Regions from separate parts of the Hordeum vulgare genome. Here regions 2 and 3 are each linked to region 1. The links are chromatin contacts, called in public Hi-C maps. All regions are on one chromosome and are shown on one strand. The core of a region is the stretch at or near the end of the contact, and the rest is flanking DNA. Distances in the headings are between cores, read along the strand shown.

The links. A called contact is a pair of places that touch in the nucleus more often than the background predicts.
Region 2: a Hi-C map of leaf shows a contact between it and region 1, with 2.8 times the contacts expected there. The contact joins the promoter of LOC123405937 here to the promoter of LOC123406139 in region 1. A contact is called at or near these places in 1 of 6 Hi-C or Micro-C datasets (leaf) and 1 of 1 datasets of contacts at active chromatin or transcription factors (embryo).
Region 3: a contact with region 1 is called in a Hi-C map of leaf, with 4 times the contacts expected there. The contact joins the enhancer-like site here to the promoter of LOC123406139 in region 1. A contact is called at or near these places in 1 of 6 Hi-C or Micro-C datasets (leaf) and 1 of 1 datasets of contacts at active chromatin or transcription factors (embryo).

What each region holds. Positions count from the first base shown.
Region 1 is chr6H:534,672,176-534,675,257 of MorexV3_pseudomolecules_assembly, forward strand. LOC123406139 (probable alpha,alpha-trehalose-phosphate synthase [UDP-forming] 8) reads right to left here and starts at 1,613. Exons shown (of 3, transcript XM_045099617.1): 1 at 1-1,613. The coding sequence starts at 1,420.
Region 2 is chr6H:534,883,039-534,886,120 of MorexV3_pseudomolecules_assembly, forward strand. It overlaps LOC123405937 (stigma-specific STIG1-like protein 3), which reads left to right and starts at 1,506. Exons shown (of 1, transcript XM_045099449.1): 1 at 1,506-2,230. The coding sequence starts at 1,595. The coding sequence ends at 1,999.
Region 3 is chr6H:534,822,035-534,825,116 of MorexV3_pseudomolecules_assembly, forward strand. No RefSeq gene overlaps it. Among protein-coding and RNA genes, the nearest start is that of LOC123405937, 61 kb to the right of the region's middle. Within about 2 kb of position 1,512, at least 1 of the 3 cell types and tissues checked has open chromatin away from gene starts, as enhancers often do. A contact at or near this core is called in leaf, where this site is marked.

The sequences.
Region 1 (3,082 bases), core at 363-2,862:
CGCTGAGCGACGGGGAGCATCCCACGAACTCGGAGAGGACGATGACGCTCCGCTTCGGGGCGTCGCCCAGGGCGGTGCTCTCCTGCCGGCACACCGTGTAGATGTAGGGAATCCGGTTGAGCCCGTCGCGGACGGCGCTCACCACGCAGCACTCTGCGGCCGCGTAGTAGGCCGCCTTCTCGTGCTCCGACACCGGGCGGCTGATCATGACGATTGGGGTGTACCCGGGGGTGCCGAACCGCTCATTGACCCGGGCGCTGATGGCCCTCGCCTCGTCCTGCACCTCCTGCACGTCCCGGCCCTCGCTGCGCGCCGGGTTGGTGATCTGCACGAGCACGGCCTTATCGCGGAGCTCGGGATGCTCCACCAGCAGCTGCTCCATCCCCAGGAACTTGAGCCCGATCCCCTTGAAGAGATCGACGTCGTCCACGCCCAGCATGAGGCGCCGCCCCTTGTACGCGTCGGCGACCTGGCGCACGACGTCCGCCGTCTCCGGCGCCGACACGACCGACCGGAGCTGGCCCATGTCGATGCCGACGGGCAGTATCTTGACGGTGACGGTGCGGCCGTAGTACTCGATGCCGATGTATCCGCGCTTGGACTGGTAGTCGAGGCCGAGCAGGCGCGAGCACGCCGAGAGGAAGTGGCGCGCGTAGTCGAAGGTGTGGAAGCCGACGAGGTCGGCGTTGAGGAGCGCGCGGAGCAGGTCGTCGCGGACTGGAATCGTGCGGAAGATCTCCGAGGAGGGGAAGGGGGAGTGGAGGAAGAATCCGACCCTGGCGCGCGGGAAGCGCTTGCGGAGGAAGGTGGGGAGGGCGAGGAGGTGGTAGTCCTGGATCCAGACGAAGTCGTCGTCGGGGGCGAGCACCTCGGTGAGGCGGTCGGCGAAGGCGCGGTTGGCGGAGAGGAAGGAGTGGTAGAGCGCGCGGTCGAAGGGCAGGCCCCCGAGCGTGGAGGGCGTGAGCGGGAGCAGGTAGTGGAGGAGCGGCCACATGTAGTGCTTGCAGAAGCCGTGGTAGTACCTGCGGTGGAGGTCGGCGGGGAGGAAGACGGGCAGGCAGGAGAAGCTGGCCATGAGATAGCTGGCCAGCTCGTCGGAGGCGGCGTCGGCGGCCGCGGGGGGCAGCGTGCCGACGTGCAGCACGGGGGCGGAGGCGGGCAGGCCCGAGCGGAGCTGGTAGGCGACGGTGCCCGCGTCGACGGTGAACCTGAACCCGAACGGGGCCGCGGGGTCTGGGGACGCGCGGAGGGGGAGGCGGTGCGAGACGATGACCCGCCGCGGCGGGCCGGGCTGGGACGGGGACGCCGGCGAGGAGGGGGAGGCGCCGGCCATGACCCGCGGCAGGCGGAGCGGGGACGGGGGCAGCGGCGGCACCTCCTCGGCCAGGTCGAGCAGGTTGTGGCAGGAGAGCGACGGCATCGTCTATTGCCTGTGCGGCGGCGCGTTGCGGTTGCCCAGTGCTCCTGGACGGGGATAATGGCGCATGAAGTGGCTCGCGGAAATGTGGGGGGACGGAGGGAGGAGGGAGGGGGGAGAAGATGGTGAGCTGGATCGGCGGGCGTGCCTGCCGCCTCTGTGGAAGCTTCTGGGGATAAGAACGGGCGGGGGTGGGAGCGAGGGAGGAGGTATATATAAACGGGACACGGGAGCGAAGCCCGGCCCGGCCCGGCCCGGCCCACCTTGCTAGCTACTCGTAGCTTGGACCAGGATCGGGAGCGGAGGTGGAAGAAGGGGGCACGCACGGGGTGGGGCCGGGGGCGGGGGGCTTATCCAGATTGGGAAGGCGCGCGGCGCGAATGACGGTCATGCCCCCGCGCCGTGGGACGGTTGGGTTTCGGATTGGATGGATGGATGGATAGACGAGCGCTGCCCACGACGCACGGCCACCGTCGCCGTCGTCAAACCGAACGGCTGCTGGTGCTGGCGCTGGCGCTGGGTTTCGTATCCCTATCCCTCTATCCCGACCCCGGCCGTGACGTCGCTGCTGCTGGCCGATGGCGCGGACGCATCGCGTCACGTAGGGGCATGCGCGTGCGTGAGGCAAGGAGGGAAGGAAAACGCGCGCCGGGAAAGCGGGAGTATAGAATTGGGCCACGTTTTGTGGCTGGGCCGCTTCCGGTCTGCCGGACGGAACGAACGGGCGTCCAAAACGTCGGATAATAAACTGTTTGAAGGGAATACCGACGACGTCGACGCTGCGCCTATCTTTTATGTTTGACGGGATTCTTTAAAACAAGATATGCAGGTTCAGCTTTGAACGGTTTTGAAGTCAAGTCGTTTTTGCTACATAAGGGGCTTGTTCGCGACGTGAGAATTCGTCCTTTTCTTTGTCACGTTGCGCGCTAGCGGATGTCTGGATTTGATTCTTGCCGTAAATAAAATAGGCCCGGTTTTACTTTTTACTACAATTTAAAGTAATTTCTGGCTCTTGCCCGCATTGCTTTCAATCAATATTTTCTGTTAGGAAAGTATGAATCTTTCGGAACATGTACGCACGCTCAACCTTATAAGAGCATGCTCGCACGCCTTATCTGTATGAGCTGGCAGATTTTGAGATGATAAAATCATTAAAAGGCGCTTGTAGTCGACATTCACATCATGCCATTAAGTGGATAATGTCAAAGAGTATGAAACAAATCCAGAAAACATACAACCACCGTATGAAAGTGTCTACCCAAACACGGGTAGGCAGGTTTCACCGCAAGAAACCTAACTATCTAAGCTATACTTTGCATGTGCTTACAAGACAACGGATAAGAGTATATACATTTGTTACTATGCCAAGTTTTCTGGTTGAAACGTGTTCCGTCTACCAAACGAATGTCCAAAATTTTAGATAACCCATCTTAGGAGAATGCCCAAGACGTCAACACTATGTTTATCTACTAATTTGCAGAGTTTTTAAAGAGAGACACACAAGTTCAACTTTGGATAGTACTAAAGTCAATTAATTGTTATGAAAAAGTGTTGTTCGCATCGTAGTATTTTGTCCTTTTCTTTGTCTCGACGCACAAGGTAGCTTCCGGGATTTGAAATTCGTGACAAAACAGATGAATCGAGTATTCTGAAAAGTGAGGTAAA
Region 2 (3,082 bases), core at 256-2,755, 210 kb after region 1:
TTGATGGGGGCTGGAATGGCGCTGGCGGCCGCCTACGCGCGATGCGGGGCGACGACCTCCTCGAAGCTGCGGCCGTCCCACAGCTGGTGACATCGGGTGTGGTTGTGCTTCACCGGCGTTCGCGGGCCGGCGAACGCATGGAGGCGCGCGTCGTGGTCGGCGACGAGCATGTCCGGCCAGGCGGGGTTGTTGGGGGCGTATAGAGGGTTCCGCAGCTCCTCCGGTGACAGCCGCGCCCGGTAGAGGCCGACGGCGTGGGCGAACAGGTAGGTATCGGGCTCGGACACCGGCGCCACCAGCACTCCGTCGACGCCGAGGCGCCACCCCAACGGCATCCGCACGTCCGGCGCCGTGGGGATGCCGAAGTGGGCGAGCTCCTCCGCTTCCTCGAGTGTCAGGTTGGGGCGCGCCGTCGTCGGAGACGGAGGGAGACGAACGAGGGAGGAGCGGGAAGAGGCGACGAGGGCGAGAGGGAGAGAGGGGCAAGCTGGTGCGGGAGTTAGGCGCCAGGGGCGGGCCTTTTATATAGGGCGAGCGGGAGAGAGGGGCAAGCTGGTGCGGGAGTTAGGCGCCAGGGGCGGGCCTTTTATATAGGGCGAGCGGGAGGAGGCGAACGGCGGCGGTGGTTGGGGGCAGTGATGGCGAAGGCGGGAGGACCGAAGCGGCGACAGGGTGACCGACGCGACGTGCGGATCGACGCCGCACGCAAAAACGCGCGCCACCGACACGGTTGCGGGAACGCTTCGGCGGTCCGCATTGGAGTAATGAGCACGGCAATCCGTGCCGGAGTAATGGCGGGCGGTTGACGCGACCCTCTGCGCCGCAGTAACGTGGGCGAAGGGCGAGGTAGAGTTTGCACTGGTCAGCCGTACGCGGACCATGTATAGGTGAATCCGTCTTCATAGGGCCGGCGCAGTGCGGCGCGTATATTTTTATCCCCATCCTGCTTTTTTTTATGAAGGGTATGGGTTAATCTAAACCGTCGATGTGTCTAAGGGGTTGTATCGAAGCGAAGTGCTTAGCTTAGGAGTATTTTAAGTCTTCCGCTTATGCTCACCTAACACGTCCAGCATGCATGGACGGGCGACATTTGGTTCATTGCATCCCGTGTACTGTATTAGTTATGCAGAATTCGTGCTTGATGGAGCTTAGCTTACTTTACTTACACTTAGTACTGCAACCATTTTGCAGCCATTCTCTGTTCTTAGCTATTGTTGTGAACCGGTTGCTTAGCAAGTACCTGGAGTATTGATTGATCAACCTGTAATTTAATCTTTCTGAAACCTCCACACTCGATGGAAACGTTGTACCTGAAGCCTTTCGTTTATTTTCAATCATTTTTGCTCCGGACAAAAGCAGCTTCTTGGCGTGTCTTAAAGTCGAATTTCCATCAAAAGTCAACCTCAAGAGTGCAGAGCTAACCCCGCTGACTTCCTTCCCATGCCCTCTCTCTATATAAAGCGTGATGCTTCAGCCATGAGAGGCATTACTCCACAGTCACACAAACTACACATCCTTGAGCATTGAGCTCCCTTAATCAAGAGCCACGATCCAATAAGCACAAACACCTGCATTACCCCTCCTTGTCTCGACAATGGCGAGCGCCGCCGTGCTTCTCCTCATCACGGTGCTGGCCACTGCCAGTGCCCTTGTTCCAGCCATGGCCGGCACCAGCCCAAGCCCCCGTCACCCAGCGGCAAGGAGGAGCCGCTTCCTGCTTGTTGGCGGCACCGTCCACCCGCCGCTGCCAGCGTACGACTGCTCGAAGAAGTCGGCCGGAGCATGCCTTGCGACGGGGACGGCGTGCTGCAGCGGCCAGTGCGTGGACACTGTCGCCAGCGTCCATCACTGCGGCGGCTGCGACAAAGCGTGCAAGCACGGCCGGATGTGCTGCGGTGGTCGCTGCGTGGATCTCCTCTCCGACAAGAAGAACTGTGGCGCCTGCTCTAACCAGTGCAACAAGAAGTGCAGCTATGGATTCTGCGACTACGCGCAGTAATTAATCAAGTTCAACATTACCATGCGCCGTTGACAGTCGTATCTGACGATCTGCACTTAGATACATAGCTATGTGCGCATGCAGAGGCGAGGAGTGGGCTTGAGCTTATATACTATCAAAACCTATGGATTATAATTACACTTCTGCTTCAGTACACCCCCTAAACACAAAAACGGTCCAGATTGATCGATACTTCTTCATAATAAATGACAAGATGGTTATATTCACGTATACGCTGTATTTTTTTTCATAAGCACATCCTGAACACTGTTCATGTTTTCTTTATTTTTTAAACCACCCAAAAATTATGTAAGAAGCAAGATTGAAATCATGCACGTTTAGGCGTTACCAATGTTGCGCTAACCAACTGGTCAACAAGACCTTACGTGCTACAACTATTTTTTACTCTAATAAACAACATTGAAAACGCAGTATTCTTTGTATTGTTTCTTTTTTATATTTATTTTTTCCTTTTTTTTTTGATTTCCTTTTCCTTTCTAAATACGTCAGCTTTTTAAACCTCACACCATTTGTTTTTTAAAATGATCATTTTTTAAAAAAAATAGGTGATTTTTTCACAGATTGCTGAAGTCTTTTTTCTTTTCTAAATTCGTGAACTATTCCTGAAATACGCGAACTTTTATTGGAAGTTAATGAAACTTTTATAAAGTTGATGATCATTTATTTTAAAAATTGATGAACTATTACTTAAACCGTAATTTTGGTATTCAAAACCCTAAATCCTAAATTATTGGGAAGTTGTTAACAACTTTGGAAAATGTATTGAAGTTTTTAAAATTTTCATACATAGTTTGAAATTCCAAAATTGTGCACAAATTAAAATTAGGTCCGTTTCATGACTCGGAGTAACATCATCGCATTATAACACCTCTTTCATCCTTACCGACACCCATGAGTTTGACATGATGTATATGCATATGTTTATCGCATTATAACATCATCGCATTATTTTAAAAATTGATGACCTATTACTTAAACCGTAATTTTGGTATTTTAAACCCTAAACCTTAAATTGTTGGGAAGTTGTTAACAAATTTGAAAAATGTGCAGACTTTTTAAAAA
Region 3 (3,082 bases), core at 262-2,761, 150 kb after region 1:
TGCCCAAAAGCTAAATGAGAAAGGGAAGTGGAGTTAAAGCAAGTACAGTAGAGCTGAATGAGCTGGCTATAAAAAATAAACTAATATTTTTTTGCTTAGTTGATGGAAAGACAAGAGGAGAGAGAAGGTAAGCGGACTCTTAGTTAAGAGTCAGCTCTAACACGTGCTCCTAGGCACTTTGTGAAAGTGAAAGGTGTGTCATATAATAAAAAAGCAGTACACTTTTTTAATCAACTATTGTACATGTTGGCTATAAGATAGGCTATAGATAACATGACAATGTCTTATAGCGAGCAGCTAGCTATACTATTAACCATGCTCTTAGCATTCTAGTTATTTTTTTAAATGAATGCAAAATGTTTGCCGCATTAATTAATTAAGAAGAAGATAGTTGCCCAGTTAATTTTTGGAAACCGAGACAAAAACCGATACGAACAATCCAAATGTGTACTACTCACGCAACACGAAACAATGTCACCGCACGTGTGGCCCTCGTGACGCACCAAAATCGTAATCCTCGACACTTGTACAACACAATGGAGCACTAGAAAAGAACACCGACCATGCTCAAAATGGAGCACCATCGATCATGAAATCGTGGGCGCCTTTCGGATGGTGCCACCTTGCTTTTGTTTATCTTTTCTTTTTCCCTATTGGGTTTCTCTTTCAGGAGCCAACCACTTGTGTTGCAGGATCCAAACTGATGAGCTACCCATTTGTCAAGGAAGTCGTAGAACTCATTGTACTGTTGTAATTGTTGTAAACCAAGGGGATCCTAGGAGCAAGCACCAATCAACCGGCTGCATCAATATTATCGTCCTCAGGAACTACCTACACAACACCCTGCACCACACGCAACTAATGACACAATGAAATTTGGCGCCTCCACTTGCTCACCTGACTCAAACCGCTCCAAGAACAGAGGCGAAGCAGGGCTCGAACATATATCTCGAATCTCGAGCGTGAGTTGCAGCACGGGGGCCGCAAGCACAACGATGGATTCGCCCACAACGATGGGCAACACAACACACGAAGCTGACATCGAAGTTGAATTGTCCCGACATGAGGGGAGAACAAACCATAGGGCTCTGACCTGCGTCCTCCATAGAGCCGACAATGGCCACACCAAGAGGATGTGGCACCGACGTGGCCTGCAAGGTACATGGCACAAGGGAATGCCTACTCAAAGAAGCCTCCGCCCACTTCGGGAAGATATTAATTCATGATTGCCAACCTTGAAGCAACTTAGTCTGATCAGCTAGAGTGGTCTGAAGCACCACATCGGATGGGGTTGTCGGGCTAGCGAAAGCACATACCTCAAACGCCCAAGGCCCACGTCGAGATGCAACGGAGGGGAGCGCGGACTTCATTGGGCCCTCTTTTGGAGCAGGAGGTTGACGATGTTGGGTTCTGAATACGAGAAAGCGGCGCGATGACAAGACATACCGGTGACTGAGAGGACGTCGTGGATTGTGACACTCACGCGCACGATGATCCTTCTCCAAGCAATGAGATCATTAAAAGGGATCTGTGCAAACCACCGCACAATGCCCAGAGACAAGACACCTGCGTCATCAACCGTGGAGGTAGGCGGGCATAGGCCGATGAGTCAAAGCCGAGTCCAACGACGACAGCCCCCCACCTTCACCCATCCCTCCCGCCTGCTCCGAAGAGGCCTCGAGAGCAGCAGCAGTCGGATCACTCACCCCGTTGGAGTATCTCGGAGCCAACGGCCTCAGCGGGGTGAGCTCATCGTCATTGTCAATCTAGTTAATGATTGTACTAGTTTGTACCAATACCGAACTAATTGTTTTTTTAGGGGTAACTAAAATTATGGAACGGTGGGGGTACCGAAAGAGTGGGCGTTGAATAATTGTAAAATAAGGGAAATGCCAGCCTAGAAATACTTGTACCGAAAGAACGGTGGGGGTACCATGACAATTCCGAGCTTGTACCAGACAGAAAAGAATTTCTTTACGCGTTAAAAGCTTAAAAGTATGACAGATAAAGAAGAGGTTAGGCAGCAGATAAGACTTCTTTACGCATTAAATAATTGAAGCAATACCTTGCATTACGAGCTGGCTGGCTGGCTGGTGGTGTACTCGTTGGTTCGGATGCATTTAGTGGAAGCAAGATGCCGCACCCTTCCTGCCCCGCTCGGTCGATGCATACCGTACCACATCAACCAAGGCATTGATTGGATTGTCGTTTTCAACCCTGTTACAAGTGTAAAATATACAGACCATAATCCATCGTTTTTATTTTCTACTGAAAATCGTACATGATCAGCAAAAAAAACAGTTGTAAAACTAATACGAGTGTATTAGAATACACCGATTTCAAACGGCCCCTAATTGATTTTGATCCGTATGAAGTACTCTTTCCTCTCAAAATTCTTGTCTTAGGTTTGTCTATAATTGAATGTATCTAAATACTAAAACGTGACTAGATACATTCATATTGATACAAATCTAAGACAAATTCTTTAAAACGGATGGAGTACAATTAGGTGCGACGACCATAGTCGCACCCTTATCCATTGCCAGTGTGCCGTGTCGTTAATGGCGCTAACTGGCTGAGGGAGGGCGTTTGTTAACTGTTAACGATCATCTCGTTCACGAACATCAGATGAGATAACGATAATTAAGGATGGGGAGGGATATTGACCCGTGTGTGCCTGTGTGGTGTTATAATTAATCCCAAATGGGATAACAATTGGCTGCAATTCGGGATTGATAGTGATTGAACAGCACAACTATAAGTGTATGCGTACGTGATGTCAAAACGAGTGTATGTGTACCGTGTACGTGGTGGTACCGCCTCCGTCATGATGATTAAGGGTCAGTTCTTTCGATAACTTTTTAAGCCTTCTAGAATAAGTTGTCCCCCACGCAGCTTATTCTAGAAGCCCAACTAAAAATATTTTTCTAGAAGCTTAGTAATCAAGACTTAATTAATAAGCTTTAAAAATATATATTTGATTAAACTTCTAGAATAAGCTGGATAAGGGCAGCTTATTTCAGTTTAATCTAAAAGCTATCAAAAGAACTGGCCCTTAGCATGCTGACGCGGGCATGGGCCG